2 separate regions of the Mus musculus genome follow, and region 1 is linked to region 2. Evidence: chromatin contacts called from public ChIA-PET data. All regions are on one chromosome and are shown on one strand. The core of a region is the stretch at or near the end of the contact, and the rest is flanking DNA. Distances in the headings are between cores, read along the strand shown.

Region 1 (4,965 bases), core at 2,126-4,625, 100 kb after region 2:
TGTGTGCACATGTGTGTAGGAGTGCCCCCAAGAGGCATTGCAGCCTCTGTTACAGGTGTCTGTTAGAGGTGACTGTGAGCCACCTGACCTGGGTGCTGGGAACCAAGTTTGGGATATGAACATAAATCTTCCTCTCGGGGACAATGTCCTAAGCAGCAGGCACCACTAATCCCTGAGCCCTGTCAAATATTTTTAGTAACAAAACTATCTAGAGTTAGTTATTAAATCAAATGTTGGTCAATTTTTCTCAGATGACAGGATTTAATTTATTGTTGTGTTGTTTGTGTGTGTTTGTTTGAGAGGCTCTCACTATGTACACCAGGCTAGCCTGGAACTCAGAGCAAACCACCTGCCTGTGCTTCCAAAGTGCTACGATTAAAGACATGCATCAGCGACCGCAGCTTACCAAAATCTCTTGACCATTCCCATACTGTGCCTTATTTTATACCTAGAAATACATCCCAAGGGGAAAGTGGGGTGGAAGGGAATGACATTCCACACACAGGAGGCAACTGTGTAAATATTTATACATCAAAATAAATTATGTGATCTGCCTGACTCAGCAGGTGGAGGTCCTGGCTAGAACCTCATGACCAAAGCTCCTTGATGCATTCCCAGGACCCGCATGGTAAAAGGAGAAAACAGACTCCCAAAAGCTGTCCTCTGACCTCCGCACATGCACTCTGGCACAAGTGCACCCACACCAGGTAAATACACAAGTTTAACTTTTTAAAAGGTGGGGTGAAGTGGCTTGGAAGGTGAAGCCTGTGTTGCAAAGCCCAATGGCCTGAGTTCACCATTCAGAAACCATTTATAAGGGGGGATGGGAGAACAAATCCCAGAGGATGCCCTTGTGTTCTTGACACGCCCACTATGGCACATGCATGTTGCCCCCCAACACTCATTCAATGAAGAAAGGTAATTTTTAAAAAAGAAAATCAAATGGTCAACAGATTAAGTGATCCATTTATGGTTAAATTCTAACCATATAAAACAGAATTTTTGCAATTTTGTAAAGACGTATGTTGCTCTTGTAAGTAGCCTACTATGCCTCTATAGCTATACATGCAAATTCTACTAAAAGAATTATTTGACTCATACTCTTCTGTTATCTATTTAAAACAGAAGTGTGACATGGACATTTCATGTGTCAATAAGACCCACTGTCTTTTTTCCAATAGGGCATAATATGTCATATATTAATAAATTTATTAATGGCTACAAAACAATAACTAGCCCCCCATACACCAAGTACTGCTCAAAGCATTCCAGGTTTTACACCACTGGCTCCTTTAGTCATAACACCGGGAAGCGACTGCCTGTTGTTATTCTTCGAGGTTGAGATAGAAGATTTGAAGGAGCTATGTGAGGGCTAGCAAGATTACCTTGCTCCAGAGGCCACAATTAGGAAGCAGGTGCACTCAGTTTCCAACCCTGCTTCCTGTTCTGCTCCTATGTCAGACATCTTGACCCAACTAGCATATTGTCAAGAAGTAAAAGGTACCCAAATATTATAAAAAAAAATAATGCCCTGAAGGCTAGAGAGACTGCTCAGCAGTGAAGAGAGTACTTGGTATTCCTGCAGAGCACTGGAGTTTGCTTCCCACGTCTAGTGACTCACAACCATCTGCTCCTCCACAGCCATAAGTCCTGACGCCCCCTGCTGGCCTCCCCTGACATCTACACTCATGTGCACATACCTACTACACATAGACACATATTCATATATATAATTAAAAGTAAATCTTTATAAAAGTTGCTTATAAATAGCCTTGTGTGTCTATTTTATGTTGTTATACAATTATTTCCATAAAATAAAGTAATATGCATGGATTTTTTTTTTTAGTTAAAACAGAATTGTTGGCAGATCAGACCTTTAATACTAGCACCCAAGAGGCTAAGAAAAAGGGAATATAAGACCAGCAGGGGCTATATAATAAAACCCCAGCTCAAAACCAAAATTTTGTCTTGATACTTATTACCAATTCAGTATTGTAAATTTAGTACAGCATTCTGGTTTTGTTTAAAAATATATAAAATTTACTTGTTAGTAAAACATATTAACTTAATATAAACATATACAAATAATAACAGTAGTTACCTGTAGGTTTTAGAAAGGTAGTAATAAGAAAATGGGAGAAAATTTCACAGTGATTTTTCAATGTTGAAAGTAAAATAATTTTTACACTTCTTTTATTTTTACTTTTATTAATATTATATAATACATTCATTTCCTTCTTTTCTCTCTCCAAACCCTCCCATATTATCTCTTTTAAATTCATAGCATTTTCTTACATTAATTGTTACTGCATTGCAGGGCAGTGGTGGCGCACACCTTTGATCCCAGCACTCGGGAGGCAGAGGCAGGCAGATTTCTGAGTTTGAGGCCAGCCTGGTCTACAGAGTGAGTTCCAGGACAGCCAAGGCTATACAGAGAAAACCTGTCTCGAAAAACAAAAATCAAAACAAAACAAAAACCTCAAAAAATTGTTAATGCATATATATACATTTATATATATATATATATATATATATATATATATTCCTAAATATAACCTTCCTAATCCATATACTATTATTTCTGTGTATGTTTCAGGATTGCCCATTTGGAATTGGATAATCAATTAGTCCATGTGGGAAAGACCACCTCATCTCTCCTGCTCCCAATTTTCCTCAGCTACCAGCCTTTTTTCCCCAAGACAGAGCTTCTCTATGTAGCCCAGGCTATCCTCTCTAGACCAGGCTGGCCTCAACTCAAGAGATCCACCAGTCTCTGCCTCTTGAGTGCTGGGATTAAAGGCATGCACCACCAACATCCGGCAACAAAGGCAATTCTTAAAAGCAATATGTATAGTGTATATATTATATGTTAACGTATATTAACATTTTTAACACATTATATAATTAACATATATTAACACGTATTCCTTAATACAAAACTTAACTATAATTTATCGTGTAACTCTAGAAAGAAAAGTCCAGAGTTACTCCACACTAATCTGATTTCACTTATTATAATTTATACAGGTCCAAACAGATCAAGAATGTCACCCCCATCATAAAGTTCATGCCAAATTTCTCAGACGTTCAGATTCTAAGCTAAGGGTGCTCCCATCACACCAAGTGATCTCAAGGAAGATGAGCACTGATACCTTTCGAGTATCATGTTTGATGCTGAAGTACAATGCTCTGTCTTCTAGTCATACAAAACTGAACTCCGTATGAGCTTTAATCCCAGGCGAGGGACATGGGGCTGCTTCAGACTGTCCACAGCAGCTGGCTATGATTTACCTCATGCTCTAGGAGGGGAAGCATGGTTCTGCAGCGGCAGACAGTTTCTGCGAGTATATGACATCTGAAATTCTAGGGACTTTACAGAGGGGATATAAATGCTAGGGCCCCAGAGGCAGTGTGGGTTGTTGGTTGCTGTGGTTGTGGTTTGTTACGTAGCTGTGCACAAAGAAACGATAAGAAGAAAAAGTTAGACATCCTGAGGGCAAAGATCAAACTTGCCCCAAGGAACTTGATGCCCTGATCAGCAGGAAATAGTCTAATGATAATGTCACTGATAGGTATTCTTCTCTGATGAAATGAGCCAATTCAAGCTGAATTAAAGTATAAAGGCAGGTTCATTGGGGGGAAGTTCTCAGGCAGGTTCACCAGTCCCAAACAATAAGGCCTGGAAGTCGCCAGAGAGAAGGAGACAGATGGGAGGATACAAAGAAAGGGCAGAGATAGGGAAAGAGAGGGAGAGGGGGGGAATGAGGGAGGGAGAGAGAAGGTCAGGGAGAGGGTAAGGGAGAAGGAGAGAGGGGAGAAAGGAGGGAGGGAGACAAAAAAAGTTCTGGATTATATAGGGAGGAGCTTCTGGGGGAAGCCTAGCCCCTGGGATGCAAAGTTCATCATAGAGGGCGGGGTATCAGCCATGACAGGGCCCGAGGGATGCTGGGAGAACCTGGAGGCCTGGTTCACATTGGTATGTAAAAAATGCACCTCAGCTGCTTGTCCCAAGTCTGAAACCAAAGTCACCCCCTTTCTCCTCTGTTCTTTTCTTTCTCTCCTATCTAGTATTGGAGGGTTAGAAGGGTAAAATAAAAAAAAAGGTGGGGGGGATCGAAGAAAGAAAAACCCACAAAGTAGCCAAAGTCCAGCTACATACCTCTGTAAAACTGAAGAAGAGACCAATGCCACCAACAAACCTCAAAACCTCTCCAGCATACTCTCCGATTATGGGGGCGCACGAGGAGCACTTCTGGGTACTTTTAGCACAGCTCTGTATCGATAAAAGGAAAGACTTGTTACTTCAGCGTATGTTCACAACCCGTCGAAATTCAGGCCTAGAGTGCTCCATCCAGTTTGGGTATAAATTTTAAATTGTGTGCAAGTTTCTGAGATGGTCAAGTCCTGTAGATGCTCTGTAGGACCCATCGGTCTGTCCCCTTCTAGAGCCTGGGATAGGATTGGTAGATGTCTAGATTGCCTTGTGTAAGATTTTGGTCTAGTACCACAGATTCTCCAGTAACTTGCTTGCATTGTAAGTGATACCCAGCTGTGGTGATCTGAATAAGAATGGCACCCCATAGGCTCATATATTTAAATGCCTGGTTACCAGGGAGTGGAACTGTTTGAAAGGATTACAAGAATTAGTGGGTATGGTCTTGCTGGAGTAAGTATGTCACTGGGGATGGAGCTTTGAGGTTTCAAAAGTCCATGCTAAGTCTAGGGTCGGTTCATTCTCTCCAGCCCCTCCCCCCCCCCAACACACACACACACACACACACACACACACACACACACACACACACACAATCTGCCTGTAGATCCAAATGTAGCTCTCAACTACTTTTCCAGGACATGCCTGTATGCTAGGTTGCTCCCCTCCACAGTGAAAATGGAAAACCTCTCATACCGTAAGCAGGCTCCCAATCAAACACTTTCTCTTGTAAGAGTTGTCTTAGTCATGGG
Region 2 (4,523 bases), core at 1,015-3,514:
TTTGCTTGTTTTGTTACTTGACTTCTGCTCACAGTTAAAGTAGGTTCCCATGTAGTGGGTGGGGAGAAGCTGGGGCCCTCAGCCCCCTGCCATCTAATTAAAATGCACACAAAAAGGAGGAAATGGTTTCTCCAGGTGAGTCCCTCTCTCCTCTCCTCTGTGCCTGCTATAAGCAGCCCCAGGAAAAGGGGATATGTTCCCCTGGCTGAGCCCAAAGGAAAAGAAAAAGTTTCACTCCTTTCTTTTTTGTGATTTATGTCTCCTTTAAACCAATGACCCACAAAACCCACCACTCTCTGAAATAAAGTTAAAAAATAAACAAAATGGATTTTCCCTTCTGTTCAACATTGACCAAGGAGTCTTTAAACAGCTTTGGCTAGGTCCTTTGGAATGGATTGAAAACAAAATGGTTACTAAAAAGATTTCCTTTGTCACCCAGTTGGCCCCAGATATTAGAAAAGAAGTTATAAAAGTTAAAAAAATTAAAAGTATAAACAAATTAAAGGGATAAGTAGGTCCTAATTGCTGGAGATAGCTTAAAGGGTGTTTAAGAACACAAAACTGATTAGGAGACCATTTTCATAAACTGACACTTGTGCAAAAAAAGTCACTGTCGCCTTCTCTGATGATGAGACAGTTAGATTTACAGATATTCAACAAAATATTAGTGTCTCACCCTCTATCAGGAAAAACAAACAATCAAGCCCACAGGAATGGCCCAACAGCTAGCTCCTATAATTATTCAACTAACCAGTTCAGCTACATCTATCCAGATTAAACAATACCCAAGGATCCTGGAAACAAAAGTGGAAATTGAAATCCATATTGCCTGGGTTGAAGAGATAGACATACTGGTGACCTGCCAGTAACTCTGGAATATGCCTCTCCTGCCTGTGAAGAAATCTGGGACCTCTGATTCTGAGAGTGATTCTTCCAGAGAAAGAGGTGTCTTAGACTTGAAAGGTGTGTTCTTCAGCCTCTCATTGGCAGAGGTGAGCCAATACATCTTTACTTAGAAATGAAAAGACCCAATGGGAGATTACAGTGGGCAACATAACTGAACTAGGTTGCCCCAGTATTTAAAGACACTAAATGCAGACTTCCTGTCTTTCTGTCAAAGGTTTCCTAGGAAAATAGTTGCTTATGGAGTGTAGACGTAGGACTATAGAATGTCAGCTAAGAAAGCCCAAATTTATACATCAGAGTCTACTTATCTTGGCTACCATAAGGAGAGACAAAATGAGCCTGTTTCAGAGTAGGATTTCTGCCATCCTTAAGATCCCAATTGCAAAGACGGAGAGACAAGTTTGAGAGTTTGAGATCTGAGAGACAGGTACAGCAGGATATTGCTGCCTCTGGGTACCAAAGTTTCTGGAAACAGCAAGGTCTGTATAACCAGCACAAAGGAGGACACTGAGCCTGTAATCTGGACTGAGATAAAACAGAAGACAAAAAGTGGTTCTAACACAAACTTTGGTGTCATGGGAGTGTCCTGTAACATGCCTGTCAAAACCACTAGACTCTGTAGTTACAGGATGTCCGCATCTATCTAAGAGCTGTGGCTGTTTCTGCTAGTTTAATGAAAGAAAGCAAACAAGTTAACTCTGGATCAAGGTCTTATATTCACAGCACCCATGACAGAGTTGAAGCTGTCCTCTGAGCAGCTCTAGAACACTATCAAGTGACTATATAAGTCAGGACCAGGCCCTTCTCCTGGCCCATCCTTGAATCCAGTTTGAGAAACCCATTGCCATTAATCTTGCTACTCTTTTCCCTGGCGATGTCCCACAGGTATTCATCCATGACTGTCAGGAGGTGAAAGATAAAAAAACAGGTACTTGAGAGCTGCAGTAGTTCCTTTAACTGAAATGATCTGGGCCCAAGCCAGGTACCTCAGCCCAGAGAGCAGAACAGGTTGATCGGACCCTAGCTATCAGACAGGGAAAAGAAAATTCCACCAACATTTACATGGACCATCAGGTATGTTTTTACTTCCAGACATGTCCACAGTATAATCTATAGAGAAAGAGGGCTTCTCACCACTAGGAAAAAGAATATTTTAAAAATCTTGCCTTTCCTTGAGGCCATTTGGCTCCCACGACAAAGTGCTGTTCTCCATTGCTGGGCTGCTGACCTGGTTGCTGGACAAATGGCACTAAGACCAGTGGGGCCTGTTGATATTCTGATGTCATACCACAATATGGTACAGCCTGAGCCTCCATGGTAAAGAAGAAATGCACAGCTCACACCTGGTGCTCGATGGAGGACACAAGAGTAAAAATCATTCTCCCAGAAACAACTGGCAGGACTCTGGGAACTGACCTTCACCAGGCTACTCATCTGAGGTCCACAAAACTTTCTGAGCTGCTCAGACCATGATATGTTATACCTAGACTGTATGCCTAGCACAGAATGTCTCAGTCAGATACCCAGTTTCTGCTCAAGTGAATTCAAAGTCCAGGAAGTGGTCCAAATAAGAGATCAAAAGCCCCACAAACTCTAGGGAAACTGATTTCACCAAGATCCAGCCTGCTGGGGGAGGATAAAAGTACTTGGTAGTTTTTAAAGATTCTTTTTCTGGATAGGTAGAAACATCCTCTACCCAGGCTGAAGCTGCTTAAATAGGAGCTAAGATGATCCTCTAGAAATTGATCCCCTAAAAGAAAGAAAGGAAAGGAAAAGAAAAGAAAAGAAAAGAAAAGAAAAGAAAAGAAAAGAAAAGAAAAGAAAAGAAAAGAAAAGAAAAGAAACTGTTCCCCTAACATAGCCTCTCCCTTAACAATTGGGGTTAGCAGCCTGACTTTCATAGTCAAAACCTCTCAATTAATATCTAAAGCCTTAGACATACATTGAAAACTTCATTGTGCATGTAGACCTCAGGGTTCTGGCCAGGTAAAAAGAATAAACAGGACATTAAAAGAAACTTTAACAAAACTCTCATTAGAGTCTGCCAGAGGGTAGATAGATCTCCTTCCTTTGCTTTAGCCCACTGGTCCCCATACCAGTGGATTTATGTTCTCCTTGAGATTATGTTTGGAAGACCTTCCCCAGGCTCAGACACCAGCAGTTGGCAGAACTCTCTAACCGTTCCTTTCTCAAGTTACCATAGGTACTCCAGTCTTCCATAAAGGCTGTCCATTGGTGTATTCAAGAGAGCCAGCTGACCTCCTAATCCATCACCAGTTTTCCTTTGTCCCAGCCCAGTGACATTGTCTGTGTCAGGCAGATAGCCAACAGGGCACTGAAATCAACTAGAAAGGGACTCTACACTGTGATTCTCTCCAATCCTAAGGCTGTGAAGATATCTGGCATTACAGATATCATTACAGGTTAAGAAAGAAGAAGCCATAGATGCTGCTGCCAAATAAACCATCTCCAGACTTAAAATTAAGGTTTCAATGAGCCCTGGGCCCTTACACTCCCTGCCCCTCTACTTTCTCCTGAGACTTGTGTTTAATATAAATACAGGGTTATGGTCCGACCCTCAGGGCCTTCAAGTTTGGACCTAGGAATTGAAGAAGTCAGCTCCAGAGAAGGTATTAACTAGTATGACTGTAGACCAGAAATCATATTCCACCTTGGCCTTTACTTATTGACCCCCTACTTTAAGTATGTGGTTGTATGAAGAAAAGGAGAAACGGGAATTTATATTTTGAGATCAGAATACAGAGTTTAAAATTCTATACATGCCTCGTTGCTAGATACCCTGGCTGCCAAAACCAAGAGAGTTTCCATCACAAAGGTGGAAAATTAAATTTGAGTTTTTTCTAAAGAAAATTCTTTAAAAGATTCTGGCCTTTGGAAAACACAAAAAAACCCAGGGAACTTGACTCTGCCATAGAAAGAGTTCTTGGGAATAGAGTTAATCCTTTCCAGCCAAAGATCAGTCAGGTTTGTGGATTGTGCTTTGATACCCAGTCCACGTACTACAAATGGATAGGGAAGGACTCAGCCCACTGACTGACAAAATCACTGTGATTAGGCACAGCCCAAATTAACATTAGATGGCTTAGAAGGGGCTAAAACTTATCTAATATTAAAAACCTTCAACCTAGACACTTCCCCTTATTCTGGTGCCTGATATTCTGCCATATGGGATAATTCATATGGATAACAACATATTGGGCCTCTGAGACTATTTAGTGGGCATGCACTAAATTTGGTGTGACTAAATTTGCCTCTTCTGGTGTTTTCCAAATGAAATATGTAGGTGGATCAGGACCTAGAGGTATTAAAATTTTCAGTTCCTGAATCAAAACATCAGTTAGATTCCCTTTCAGAAATGGTCCTACAAAATTATAGAGGTTTAGACTTCTCATGAAATAAAGGAAACTATTGATGGTTTGGGGAGAAACCTGCTGTTGTATGCTAATTGATCAGGAGTAATTAGAGAAAAATCTTGCCATGGTTAGAGAAATAATTGGTACAAGTCTCTGTTCTCTTAGTCCCCTGGCTAACTACTCTGCTATCAGCATTGACTTGGCCTTTAATTCTCATTCTGATTGGATTAACATCGAGCCTGT

The links. ChIA-PET counts read pairs in DNA pulled down with a chosen protein or histone mark.
Region 1: a contact with region 2 is called in an RNA polymerase II ChIA-PET map of memory CD8 T cells, with 31 read pairs. The contact joins two enhancer-like sites. A contact is called at or near these places in 1 of 115 datasets of contacts at active chromatin or transcription factors (memory CD8 T cells) and 2 of 9 other capture datasets (adipose tissue and pancreatic islet).

The regions. Positions count from the first base shown.
Region 1 is chr12:36,016,331-36,021,295 of GRCm38.p6, forward strand. It overlaps Tspan13 (tetraspanin 13), which reads right to left. Exons shown (of 6, transcript NM_025359.3): 5 at 4,160-4,273. Among named protein-coding and RNA genes, the nearest start is that of Tspan13, 24 kb to the right of the region's middle. Within about 2 kb of position 3,376, at least 44 of the 459 cell types and tissues checked have an H3K27ac peak or open chromatin away from gene starts, as enhancers often do. A contact at or near this core is called in memory CD8 T cells, where this site is marked.
Region 2 is chr12:35,913,532-35,918,054 of GRCm38.p6, forward strand. No RefSeq gene overlaps it. Among named protein-coding and RNA genes, the nearest start is that of Agr3, 9.8 kb to the right of the region's middle. Within about 2 kb of position 2,265, at least 16 of the 459 cell types and tissues checked have an H3K27ac peak or open chromatin away from gene starts, as enhancers often do. A contact at or near this core is called in memory CD8 T cells, where this site is marked.